Regions from separate parts of the Capsicum annuum genome. Here region 2 is linked to region 1. The links are chromatin contacts, called in public Hi-C maps. All regions are on one chromosome and are shown on one strand. The core of a region is the stretch at or near the end of the contact, and the rest is flanking DNA. Distances in the headings are between cores, read along the strand shown.

The links. A called contact is a pair of places that touch in the nucleus more often than the background predicts.
Region 2: a contact with region 1 is called in a Hi-C map of leaf, with 2.3 times the contacts expected there. The contact joins two enhancer-like sites. A contact is called at or near these places in 2 of 5 Hi-C or Micro-C datasets (leaf and placenta).

The regions. Positions count from the first base shown.
Region 1 is chr2:7,982,862-7,989,068 of UCD10Xv1.1, forward strand. LOC107858489 reads left to right here. Exons shown (of 5, transcript XM_016703155.2): 3 at 2,254-2,308; 4 at 2,819-2,957; 5 at 3,216-3,470. The coding sequence ends at 3,308. Among protein-coding and RNA genes, the nearest start is that of LOC107858489, 8.1 kb to the left of the region's middle. Within about 2 kb of position 3,885, at least 3 of the 5 cell types and tissues checked have an H3K27ac peak or open chromatin away from gene starts, as enhancers often do. A contact at or near this core is called in leaf, where this site is marked.
Region 2 is chr2:8,130,673-8,136,977 of UCD10Xv1.1, forward strand. LOC107858490 (a long non-coding RNA gene) reads right to left here. Exons shown (of 5, transcript XR_001671012.2): 2 at 6,115-6,305; 3 at 5,669-5,825; 4 at 2,813-3,683; 5 at 2,385-2,730. Among protein-coding and RNA genes, the nearest start is that of LOC107858490, 6.3 kb to the right of the region's middle. Within about 2 kb of position 2,524, at least 1 of the 5 cell types and tissues checked has an H3K27ac peak or open chromatin away from gene starts, as enhancers often do. A contact at or near this core is called in leaf, where this site is marked.

The sequences.
Region 1 (6,207 bases), core at 2,635-5,134:
AGGTAATGAAGAGATTCAACTACAATTATTATAGTGATTACTACAATTATTAATTCTAAGTTATTATTATATATTTAATAGGAGTAGTATTTATTTGAATGTATATTTACATTTGGAACAAGTAGTATTATAGGAGTAGCTCTTTAGGGAAGGACACAAAAGTCATTTATCTTTAACGGATATTTTAGTAAATCAATTTTAGACTAAGGGGCTTCTCACATTTAGAATATTATCGATTATAGATTTAGATATAGATGTATGCCTCTGTGTGTACAAGGATTTATATGTATGTATTTGTTTCCCCTCTACTAGGATTTCAAGACCACAGTTTCCAAAGCCACCAAAAGTAGCTGGGAAAATATAAATAATGTGTGTGTGAGTATGTTTGTGTAATTTTTGCTTGTTTCCGGCTTCAACAAATTTGCTTGAACACAGATTTATATGCTAAGAGGAAATTTTATTGGGAACCAAGATGATAGGACATTCATTTGTAGTTCATGTACAATCAATCAATCAACTACATCTTGGTCACAAGGTTGCATGCCTGTATGTGATGAATCATTTGTTTCTTCTGCTCTATTTGGGACAATTTCGTTAAATCTGGTGAAATATTTTTCTTCCAAGGTGGTTATCAAAAAAAAAAATAAAAAATTCTTCCAAGGCAAATTACAGGTTCTCTTGAAACTAGAGGTTTTCTGAACCACCCTTAGCCCTGCCAGGACATAATGTTAGTGTAATAAGAGCAACTAAACCTTAATCCTAACTTCTTCTTATTGCTTGTATAGATCCATTCCTATCATTGTGATCTTCTTTGTTAACTTTGACCTAGGAATCGGAGATTGTAGGTCTTTTGAAGACAACTTCATTCCATGTAGTTCTAGGTCTACCTTGTTCTTCTTAGCACCTTCAAGCAACGTAGTGTCGCACCTATGAACAAGTGTATTTGGAGGATGACATAGTGACATATGGCTCCACATCTATCTAGAAATCCTTATTTCTACTGTGCTCTTTTCGTGGATATGTTTGGCCTTGGATGCCCAATATATCACCTCCAATATCACATTGCTGGTCTCACAGTTGTTCTACAAAACTTGCTTTTCACTTTGTTAGGAATACTCAGATCACATTGCAGTTCATGTACCACATCTTAAACTCCACTACTCCATTGAAGTATCAATAAACACTGGCTCTTAAGATAACGATCAAATATTTTGTGCTTGCTTTTTAACATCTTTCCCTTATAGCAGATAGAAAAATAGAATACACTGGAATCATTTGGTTATAGGTAAGGGTGGCAAAATGGATAAGTTATATGGGATCCATTCACATTAATCCATCTTAAATGGATTGGGTAATGGGTCAAATTGGAATAAAACCTATATAACCCGCTGTTTAATGGGTAAAAAAAAGAGGCTCATTCATTAAAGAAGAAAAAAATGGCATTAAATTATTCTATTTTTTTGGGGGGTGGGGGTGATAAAAAATTAATTTCATTTTAAAAAACAAATTAAAAGAAAGTTATTGTTTTTTGGGGGGTGATTACTTTTTTTTATTTTTAAAAAAAATTCAAAGAAATTCTTTTTTTTTGGGGGGGGAGGGGGTGGGGGGGGTTAAAAAAATTAATTAAAAGAATTTTAATTTTTTTTTGGTGGTGGTGGTTGGGGGGGGTAGTAAAAATAATTTTTTTTTTTTTTTTTTAAATGTAAATTAATTTTTTTCCATTTTTTGGGGGGTGGGGTGGGGGGCTTGGGGGGGGAGGGGAGCTAGGGTAGGGGTTGATCAAAAATTAATTTGTTTTAAAAATTCTTTTAAAAAATTGGGGGTGGGGTAGTAAAGCTTTTTTTTTTTAAAAAAAGAAATTAAAAATTAAAACTTTTATTTGGGGTGGGTGGGAGGGTTTGGCTGTTTATGGGGTGGCGTGATAAAAAAATATAATTTCTTTTAAAAAAACAAATTTAGAAAGTTTTAATTTTTTTTTCTTTTTTGGGGTGGGGGTTAGGGGGTTGGGTGTCGGGGTGAGAAAATTTGCTTTTGAAACTTCAACAAGATCTCTACTATAATATGGGTATCCATATTTAACCACATTATCCATTGGGTAAACTCATTTATCCATAACAAATATGGGTCGAGTCGGGTATTTTACCCATTTTCAATTGACCCATATTCGACTCGACCTGCTCTTTTGCCACCCCTAGTTATAGGATGTATACATCAGCTTACATTCATTCTGTATCTTGTGTTTGCCTATGACAGAGTCTGTTCTAATTCTGCCAGCTTTTGGAGTTCAACTCGAGACTCAGTATGGAAGGTACATACTGCATTATAGAGGTGAATGTTTTGCTATTTGCTTAAAGTTACTTCAAAAATAATTTTTCAACTCTGTTAAAAGATGCTTTTAAAATCAAGGATAACTTGTCATATATTCTGCATGGATCTGTCATTTTGTTTCTGCTTCCTTAAAGATTGTTGTGTGTACAGCCACTTGTTTCTTAATCTCCTCTATGAGATGGGCAACTATGTTAAGTAAACAAGTCAAAGTATTTGGTATATTACTTTTGTCCTGTGCCTACCTTTCTCTGTTTGCGCTGCTCAAGTTATTTTCCTATATGAGATTGGACAGATAAAGTTTTTTTGGATACGGTTGAAAAATGATTAATTTCTTAGGATCACTTGAATATATTTTGATGATACCATGTATGTAACCATGAGGGCACTATTTTATGCTTTTTGTATCTGAACTGAGAAGCTTCTAATTCAGCCTGTTGTTTTAATGCCATGTTTTACTAAAAATAATTCTAATTCAGCCCTTTGTATACAGTGGGAAAACAATTCGCCAGTTTGTTCCCATTAGCAGGATTTTAAAACCAGTGCTGACGGAATGTGTCACACCAGTTACCTGTTATTGGACTCTATCTTTGATTATTCGAGGGGAGGAAGAACTTATGCTAGTTTTCAAGGTGAAATTTATCCCTGCTATATTTCTCTAACAAATCCTTAGCAGTCTTAATACTTGTATCTTTGAGTTGAAGAATAGTTTCCCTTCAAAATGAGATGTCCAGTCTCTAGTTTCTAAATTTGTGTGCTTTTTGTTTGGAATTTTAGATAGAAACAAATAATGGGAGGGCTTTGAACCAACAAAAGGACGTAGCAAAGAATATTACTCCAGTTTATTTTCTCTTTCTTACACAATTGTTATATTTAAATATAATTTCCAGGAATTGCGTCCACCAGTGAAAATGTTAGCGCCTGTCTGGAAGGCTTTATGTGCTGCCATAGAATGTGGAGAATGCACGGAGGCAATTACATAGCTTGTATAATCTCAACCGATTCAACTTTTTAGTATAAATGTTTCAGCACTTGTATTCTTTACATTTGAAGTTGTAAATGGCATGATATAGTTCTCCATATAAATGTTTCAGCACTTGTATTCTTTACATTTGAAGTTGTAAATGGCATTATATAGTTCTCCATATCGTCTTCACATGTTCCCTGCAAAAGGCTAATCATATGAGCTGTTTGGAACCACTTATCATATGGGATACTTTATTCTAGAAAATTTTGTTTTCCTTTTCGATTACCTTGTAAATAAACCAGATGCAGATACCAAAGCTCTAGTTCCAGTTCTTTTTCAGATCTAACCTGAGTGATTTAAAGGACGATATTGTTAATTTCATGAATTGTTATTAGTATGTTGTCAACCTTAAACAATAGCACAACAGGAGCCCACTATCAATCTAGTATACAGAGTTGCCAACGATAGTGCAGAGTAAGGTTCTGCAAAGGTAATTTCTGTTTTTTTTTTTGGTTTTTCATCCGGTGTCCGGTGCCCGCATTGGAGCCCCGACTAATCCGGATTGCGCGTTGCAAGACCCATTAAGGTGGCAGCGCTCTCAATAGAGTTTTCTCTACAACCAGGGTCGAACCTTCGACCTCTGGTTAAGGGTGGAGCAGCCCCATCCACTGCACCACAACTCATGTTGATCAAAGGTAATTTCTGTTGATTGAGCTGCTTCAACAATTGTACTAGGTACAGTTCTGACGAACGTAATTTATGTTAACCATCCCTAGGGTATTGGTTTGGTGATAAGAGTGTTGAATGTGTGAGTTAAGCCACACTTTAAAGTTTGAACACTGCTGAGAAAGACGACCACTGATATAAGTGGAAAAGGAAGGTAAATGGATGTATTATTTATTGAGCATCGAACCATCCTAGCTAGCTGGTCCTCAGAGATTTCTTAGTTATAAAACAAATTTATATAAAACCAATAGATTATCAAATTATTCCTATTTTACAGCAGCTTGAATTGCAAAGTGCAGCTGGTGCCACCATGATCCTGGAAGGAGTTCTAAAATATGTGGTTTGACATGTTTATAGCTGAGGAACAGTCAGTCGAGTCACAGATCACCTTTAGTACGAATGGTCGACAGACATCATTACACATATTTTGCTTCACAATAGAAATTATTTGATGGTCTACGGTAATACAAAGTAGATTAAGAATTATGAGGTTTTAGATTTAATTTTTTTTTTCATCTGTTCATACGTTAGTGGATAAATTATCTAATAATAGGAGAAGGTATCAGATACTGATCTCAATACAACAATTATTAGAATGTAAAACTAAAATTACATAAATATACAAGCTAACTAATTAGTTATTACATAATATCCCTATTTTCAAAAGTAATTACAAATATCCCATATTAATTATACAATATCCCTTCCTTTTATTGTTTCTCTCTCTTATGTTCTTATTACGGGTGTTCATGGGTCGGTTTAGATCGGTTAGTGGTTAAAACCATAACCAAAACTAATTTAATCGGTTTTTGAATTTCTAAAACCAAACCAAATCACAAAAAGAAAATAACCATCGGTTTGGTTCGATTTTTCAAATTTTTCGGTTATTGACTAGTCTACTCCAACCATCTCTAGAATAAATTCCTTCTTTTACCCCATAGAAAAGAGTATCACATTGAACACTTTTTCATGAAATATTTGTATAGTGATGGACAAATGACACTATAAACTCTTAAAAATCAGAACAAACACATTAAACAAAACCAACATTGAGATGAAAAACATCAGCTTTGTATTGTAGGCACTAAGATTATCCAACAGCTTATAAACACATACATGTACATTGTAAAACAGAGCCTTGTATGTTGCAGTGTGCTGCAAGAAGAGACAAAGTTGAGCAAATTTGAGTTATCTGTCTACTTTATAGACTAGCTAGGTGAGCTAATCATATAGGGAAAAGATTAAATAAACAAGGAGACATAAAACTACCATTTGAACCAGGGACCATGGTAACTACTAACTCGTTTGAAAGATTCTTTGTTTATGTGACCGAAGATGAAGCAACATATGGATTACAGTTTTAATCATCATTCATGCCATCTCTCTTGGGTTATTCACAAATCATACATAAAATTTCACAAACCATACATCATTCATGCCATCCCTCTGCACGGCAGCACCATTGTCCGGTTAAAGTTCCATCCCATGAAACTTTGGGATTTTACTATAGAATATAATCAGATTTAATCTACGAAAACATTCCACAAAAAATAAAGGGAAGACTACACTATGAAAGCGAGCGTAAACGAGATATAGGGGGTTAAGAAACTAAACAAGAAAATATTGCAATATCTGAGCTAGCCAAGACTCTAGAAAACATGGCACAAGTATAATCAGCAGGAAGAAAGTGAAACACTTGCAGTTGCATGGACCATCAATGCAAAAAAAACGAGAGGGAAAAACTGAAATGAAATTTTTGCTTTTCCTTATGAGATGAAAAACTGAAAAGAATTTTTTTAATCGTTTGCTTTCTATGAAGAACAGCAGAAGCTAATGCGGTGCTGCCTTTCAATACAAAACAAAAGAAGCAGCGGTTGATGTACTACGTATTGTGAAAGTTGAAGTAGAAAAAGTGAGGTAGGGACTGTAGAGTTAACTTATTAGAAATAGTAGGTAGAGTTGAGCTTGGATTTGGGGCTTTGGGCAATTGGAATAAAGTATTGGTTGTGTTAGATATAGATTAAAATTTAGTTTAAGATTAAATTTAACAAAATGTTTATATTTTATTTATAAATTATATATAAATAATTATAATATATATATATATATATATATATATAATTTATCAGTTCGGTTTGGTTATTTTCACGGTTTTTTTTGAGTAAAACCATAACCAAATCAAATAGCAT
Region 2 (6,305 bases), core at 1,274-3,773, 150 kb after region 1:
AAGAAGATCTATATCGATCTTAAAATATAAGCGTCAAGGTTGCAAATGTGAAGGACATATTTGAAAAGGATAAGGTTTTGGAAGGAAATAATATGTATATGATTCACCTACTAACGTAGACATCCTATGTATTTGGACTTCTTACATGGTTAAGTTGCTTATTTTAACATTCTACTTAATTAAGTTAACACTGTATATAGCCTATATTATATAAAATGGATAAATTAAGTAGTATAAGTAGGTGTGTCACCTAGTTAAGAACAGGGCCAAAATGATCAAAACTGGCTAGTAGGTGGATCGCCTACTTATTAATTTGTGGCTCAAATTTTAGCAACTCAGTGGGCTTGGTTCGGGTCATAGATCATGCCCCTAGACCCATATAACCATATGAAGTACATATATATATATATATATATATAGAAGGCATAATACATAAATATGATCCTAAACTTGATACCAAATTTTAACTTTGACCTTAAACTTTGACAGTGCACAAATATGACCTTTAACTATTCAAAACTGCACAAATATGACCTCCGATCCTACGTGGCAAAACGTGTGTTCAATACGCAAAACTAGGCGCGTCCAGCTTAAAATCTAAGAGCATAATACATAAATATGACCTTAAACTTTGACAGTACTCAAATATGACTTTTAGCTATTCAAAACTGCACAAATATGACCTTTAAATGACTTTTCACTATTATTTTTTCATTATTTTCGGCTTAAAGATGAAAATGACATCCAATTTCTTTTGTCATTGAGGAAAAAGAGCAATATTGAAAATTTATTAATTAGGTGGGTCAGCCTCATACGAAAAAATCGCGCGGGTATATATATATATTATAAAGCAAAGGGCGAATTTATGTTATATAATATATCTAAATATAATTTATTTAAATATTAAATTAAAGATGAAACTATACTAATAATTAAAAAAATTATTGTTTTAATAAAACATTATTAAATTAACATTATTAAGGATCATAGTAGTAGTATATTAAATTAACATTATCGAATTAACGTTATTAAAATGTTAGTATTAAATTAACGTTATCAAAACATTATTAAATTAACGCAGGGACGGACCTACGTAGTTGTCATGGGGTTCACCCGAACCCTCTCGGTAAAAAAATTACATTGTATTTATAAGATAGAAAATCTATATTTATGTATGTACATTAATGTTGAACCACATGAAACAAGACACTTAGATAGCCCAGTGGTATTATTTACTCTTCTTGGGCGCTTCCTTCAACTTAGAGTGCGGGTTCGATCCCTGCTAGTGATTTTTTTTTAATAGAAAAAAAGCTAGGTGCTGCTATAGAAATAAATAAATAAATAATAATAAATACCAACCCTTTTGGAAGGAATTACACTCTCTCCCACTTTTTTAATTACTTTACTCTCTCTTCCTATTAATATACATAACATAGCCGACATATACATAGCATTCTGTGTATATATTGAGATTTTTGTAATATGTTTAGGGAGTTGAGATTTTTTGTAATATTGAAAACATAAGTTGTGTATTTGTGTAATTTTTAATAACAATAATAATAATAATAATAATAATAATAAAAATGACGCCGTTTTAACACAAAAAGTAAAACTTTGACTGTGCATAAATATGACCTTTAACTATTCAAAACTGCACAAATATGACCTTCCTCCAAGTCAGCCCTTTTAACGATGTGGCACCGTGTGATTGGATAAGCTTTCCACATAGGCGCGAGTGAAACTCCCACATGGGAATTGAAAAATCGGAGGTCATATTTGCTTATGTTTAGAATAGTTAAAAGGTCCTATTTGTGCACTATCAAAGTTTAAGATCAAAGTTAAAATTTGATGTCAAGTTTAAGATCATATTTATGTATTATGCCATTTTTAAAATATATTTTTCTCTTACCATATATTTTGGGACTCTTTGATTTTAAAAATATTATAAATATAATAACATAATAATTGAAGTACATAGGTGAAAAGACAATTTTATCTATTGCATCAATTTTTAATGAAGGAAAAAAAGTTCAAATCACTTTTCTATCACACTTTTAATATATTATTTTAATATATTATAAATTATAGATGTGTATAAGAGATAAGCGAGATCAAAAATTCTATCATTAGGATATTCTTTTCATATATTTATTTTATTAGCGTTCTTTCCAAATAAAAATTAAAAAGACTATGAGAACAAAGACTATGAAGTATTGGTCTTTGAGACATTGTTCGCCTTGTCCTCATCAACAGCAAGCAAGATTTTAGAGAAAAGAGACATTATCCCCTGACAAGTCTCGGACTCGAACAACAACGAAGAAGTGAGACGGCCTCAAAAATTAGGTTATTGTTCTATTCCTATACTAGATAAGTATGTCCATGCGTTACACGGGCCCAACATGAAAAGTATATATTCCAAATTGTACCAAAATGATTTAACAAGAAGACGATCAAATATTCAAAGAAGACGATCAAATATTCAAGCAAGTGAAGATTGTGATCTTCGAGCCAATGGATAGCAATTGTAAAGTTATAACTGAAACAACACAGAAATACTAACAACCTTTGTTCAAAGCATAATTTGAGAGTCATTTGATTGTCACTGAGCTCTCCTTGTAAATGAACTGAACAACCACCATGTGTGCAGTCTCTCCACCGGGCCAGATGACATCATCTTCTGTGTGCTAATGTCACACGAGAACAGTCGAGAGAGTGTGGTTGCAAAAACAACTGTGTTAAGATTTCAAGACATTAAAATATGACAGCATTTAAAGGTAAGAAGTTTGTTCCAAACCCCTGGTTAGATCATTACCCTTAAATCATAAACAAATGTGTCAACCATGATCAAGAGGGCAATAGAGTGATCAAATATTATCAGTTTTAGCCTCTAATTGTAGAAAGTTTACGGATGGTCTGGCAATCCAACCTCTGCAAAACACCTCACTGCCAAAGTCAAATGAAACAATGCCACAGTTATAACTCTCCCCATTTAGCAACCAGTAATATGATACATTCGGGTAAGCAATATTGAGGAATTCTATGGAGTATTTGTGGTGCTTCATATTCACAACACGACACAATTTAATAAACAACAGGGCAATCCTCTTTAAAAATCCCTCTAGCTATTGGACACAAAGCATAAGATGGATCATTTCACCACCAATTAACAATTATATTTCTCCAAGCCCAAGAACAAATATATAAGAATTGCCACAAATGCCAAACTAGCATCAAGTGCACCTGAAATAACGTAGTTATGACGCTGCCACCAATATGGCCTATATCGATAAACAACAAAGCCTGACAAGAACCCTACGATGATCCAGGTCGTGTAGTTCACAACTGTGGCAGTTTGCATCATCCCTGTGGCTCCTATTAAACTGGCATGGTGATGAGTTTGATTCATTCTTGTTTAGGGAAAGCCCTGGCTGCTAACCACACAAGTACTGGAGCTATCGCACCAAATAAGAAGAACCAATTGACTATCCCATCAGTTCCTAAATCCTCGAAAATCCTTCTTGGTGCAATCAAACCCCAAATCACTAAATCATCATAGAACACATTATCCAAAGGACAAGTTCACCCGGTGTTGGACAATGTTTTGTTGCATATGTCTGGAATTGTTTCCATTAACCCACGGCTGTTCCCAAATACACGAATTATGCTATTAGAGTCCCTACTATCTGCATTGTCCATTTTCTATTATTGTAAGCATATAGATGTACATATAAAGATACTTAGCATGCAGCAAGAATAAAATTAATAAATCAACTAAGCTCATATTTCCTACAATTTGTGTTACTCATTTTCTATGATTATAAGCATAAAGGAGTAGCGGAAGATAAAATTATACTATATAAATAAGGTTTGTCATAATATTTTTTTTATGAATTCCTGGATCTGCCACTATAAACATATATAAAGACACTTAAAGTGCAACGAAGGTAGAATTAATTAATCAATTAACCTCAATACAGAGTTAGTATAGGGGATCAGCTGCATGAATTATCTGAGAGCCATAAACATTGTTCTTGGAGGAATTTTTATGTAATGGCCGATCTTGAAGTCTTGGAGGAAAGTTATAGCTTGGTTCATACTCTGAATTCTATATTTAGTCGTTTATGTTGAATCATGATTTGATAATGTAAGAAAGTTTCAGCTTTGTGCATGTGTGAAATATAAACACTTCATCTACTTTATACAAATATTGATAAGATGGAATCGATAATTATGGAAGGATTGGAATCAGTTCCATTGATGAGCTTTTGGGTTTATATATCACCAGTTCAGGAACAATGGCAAAACCAAAAAGCTGTCAGATGAGTGTATCTTCTCACAAAGAAATTGTAAATGTATGAGTTGCAAAGTGGGAAAAGAGTATTGTTTCAATGGAAGTGACCTTCTTCAGGGCACTATGTCCAAAATTGAACTCAATTTGATCTCTTAAATAACCTTTTCTTATGCTATTGAAAATATATGATAGGAATAAGTTGGATATGATTAACTTATAATCAGTTAGTAAGGGTGTTTGGATTGGTTTATTTTTAAGGGCTTAAGCACTTTTAAGTGACTTAAAGTAATGTGCTTTTAAACACTTCACTTAAAAGCACTTTAGACTTATAAGTCACTCAAAAAAGTCAATCCAAACACACACTAATCCCCTTTTTTACATCTAATGGATTCTATTTTGCACATTGTGTATCCGGACGGACAGTTAGGCTAAGTATGCTGCCTAAAAAACATTGAACCTTTTATTTTCTTTACTATGGTGTTCAGATAAAACAAACGTTTCTTAGGCTTAAAAGACAGAAGTTTGTGAATAATGTTCAAAACATACTTATTTTAGCCTATAGCTGAAGCATTGTAGTAGAGGTATGTTATATTCAGCAAGAGCACAACAAGAAGGAAATGAGTTTTGTTGCCAATCATAATGAACCATCTAATTGTTAGTAATCTAACCACAATAACTATACAAAGTCAATGCCGTTGAAATATTAACCATATTACCTATAAATTAGTTGATTGATCTAAATTTATATATACAAATAAATTATGTTTCCTCTCATATTAGGTAACACATTTACTTACATATTAGGTGACACTACAACTTCAGATGTTTTGTGTTTAATGGTTGAACTTATATCTTCTAATCTCTATCATTCTTATCATCGAGTTCAACCAGTTCTATTCGCCTCCCTGAGATCCTTTTGATATGGATGGCTCCAACATGAGAACAAAATGAAAGACTCCAAAATTTGACATATGATAGAGATTTGACAACTTATTATATTTATGATCTGAACTTAAAGTGATGGGGAAGGATAAATCTGGTTGCTACTTGGCACAGCCAAGTTGGTTACTAAATCTAAACTCAACCATCATTGCTGAAAATTTGTGAAGTTTATAGAACTACTCTTGATCGATGACCAAAAGAAACAAACCTAATAGTGCCAAAAAGGGGCCAACTAGGGCTAACTGGAACCTAAGAGAGTTTACGCCAAGGATGTCGTAGACATGCAAAACAACAAATCAATCTGATTTCCTATCAATTTTCTAACCTAGCATGCTGATTTTAGCTTATAATTCGATGTTTTGGTACTATTCACATTATCTGGTAGGAAGTCGAACACATGTATCAAATTATACTTTGTTTTTGTAATAAGAATACCTGAAGTAGACGTCTGGATAACATTTTTTTAAAAAGAATCAGCAATAGTGATCTCTTCATGTGCTGCTTTCGGTACTTCAATTTTGCAGTGATATTACTAAAGTAGTCTATTGAAGGAACCTGTAGCTAAAAGTGAATCTCTAGTTCACTTAGGAATCTGAAAATGCAATAAAAAAGAGAAGGGCTTACAATTGCTAGTAGTGACAATTAAAAGAAAAGAGTATAGCACATGAAATTGGTAAAGAGGATGTATATATATTGTAACGTTAATAAGAGGAGATGTGACGGTCACAAGTAAGTCTTTATTGATTTAATCATGAGTTTTCGGGAAAAATCACGAAGTGATCTGTATCTGTGATCTCCCCAAGTTTTGCAGATTCAATCATTTATATTCTTTAATACTTCTCAAGTAAATAATCATGCACAATCTATACGGTAAAAAATACCTAAAACGTATAGAGAACTGGGAGCCGACAGAAAGATAGGCAAGAGGCAGTCACTTTCGGGCATGTTCTTCAACTGGATAACTAACGCATATATGAACCAACTACATTGTCTTCTTCCCTTCCATTGACATGTGAGTTGTGGCTTCTCACCATCTTCAAGCTCAAACAATCCAAATGAATTTTAGAGACAA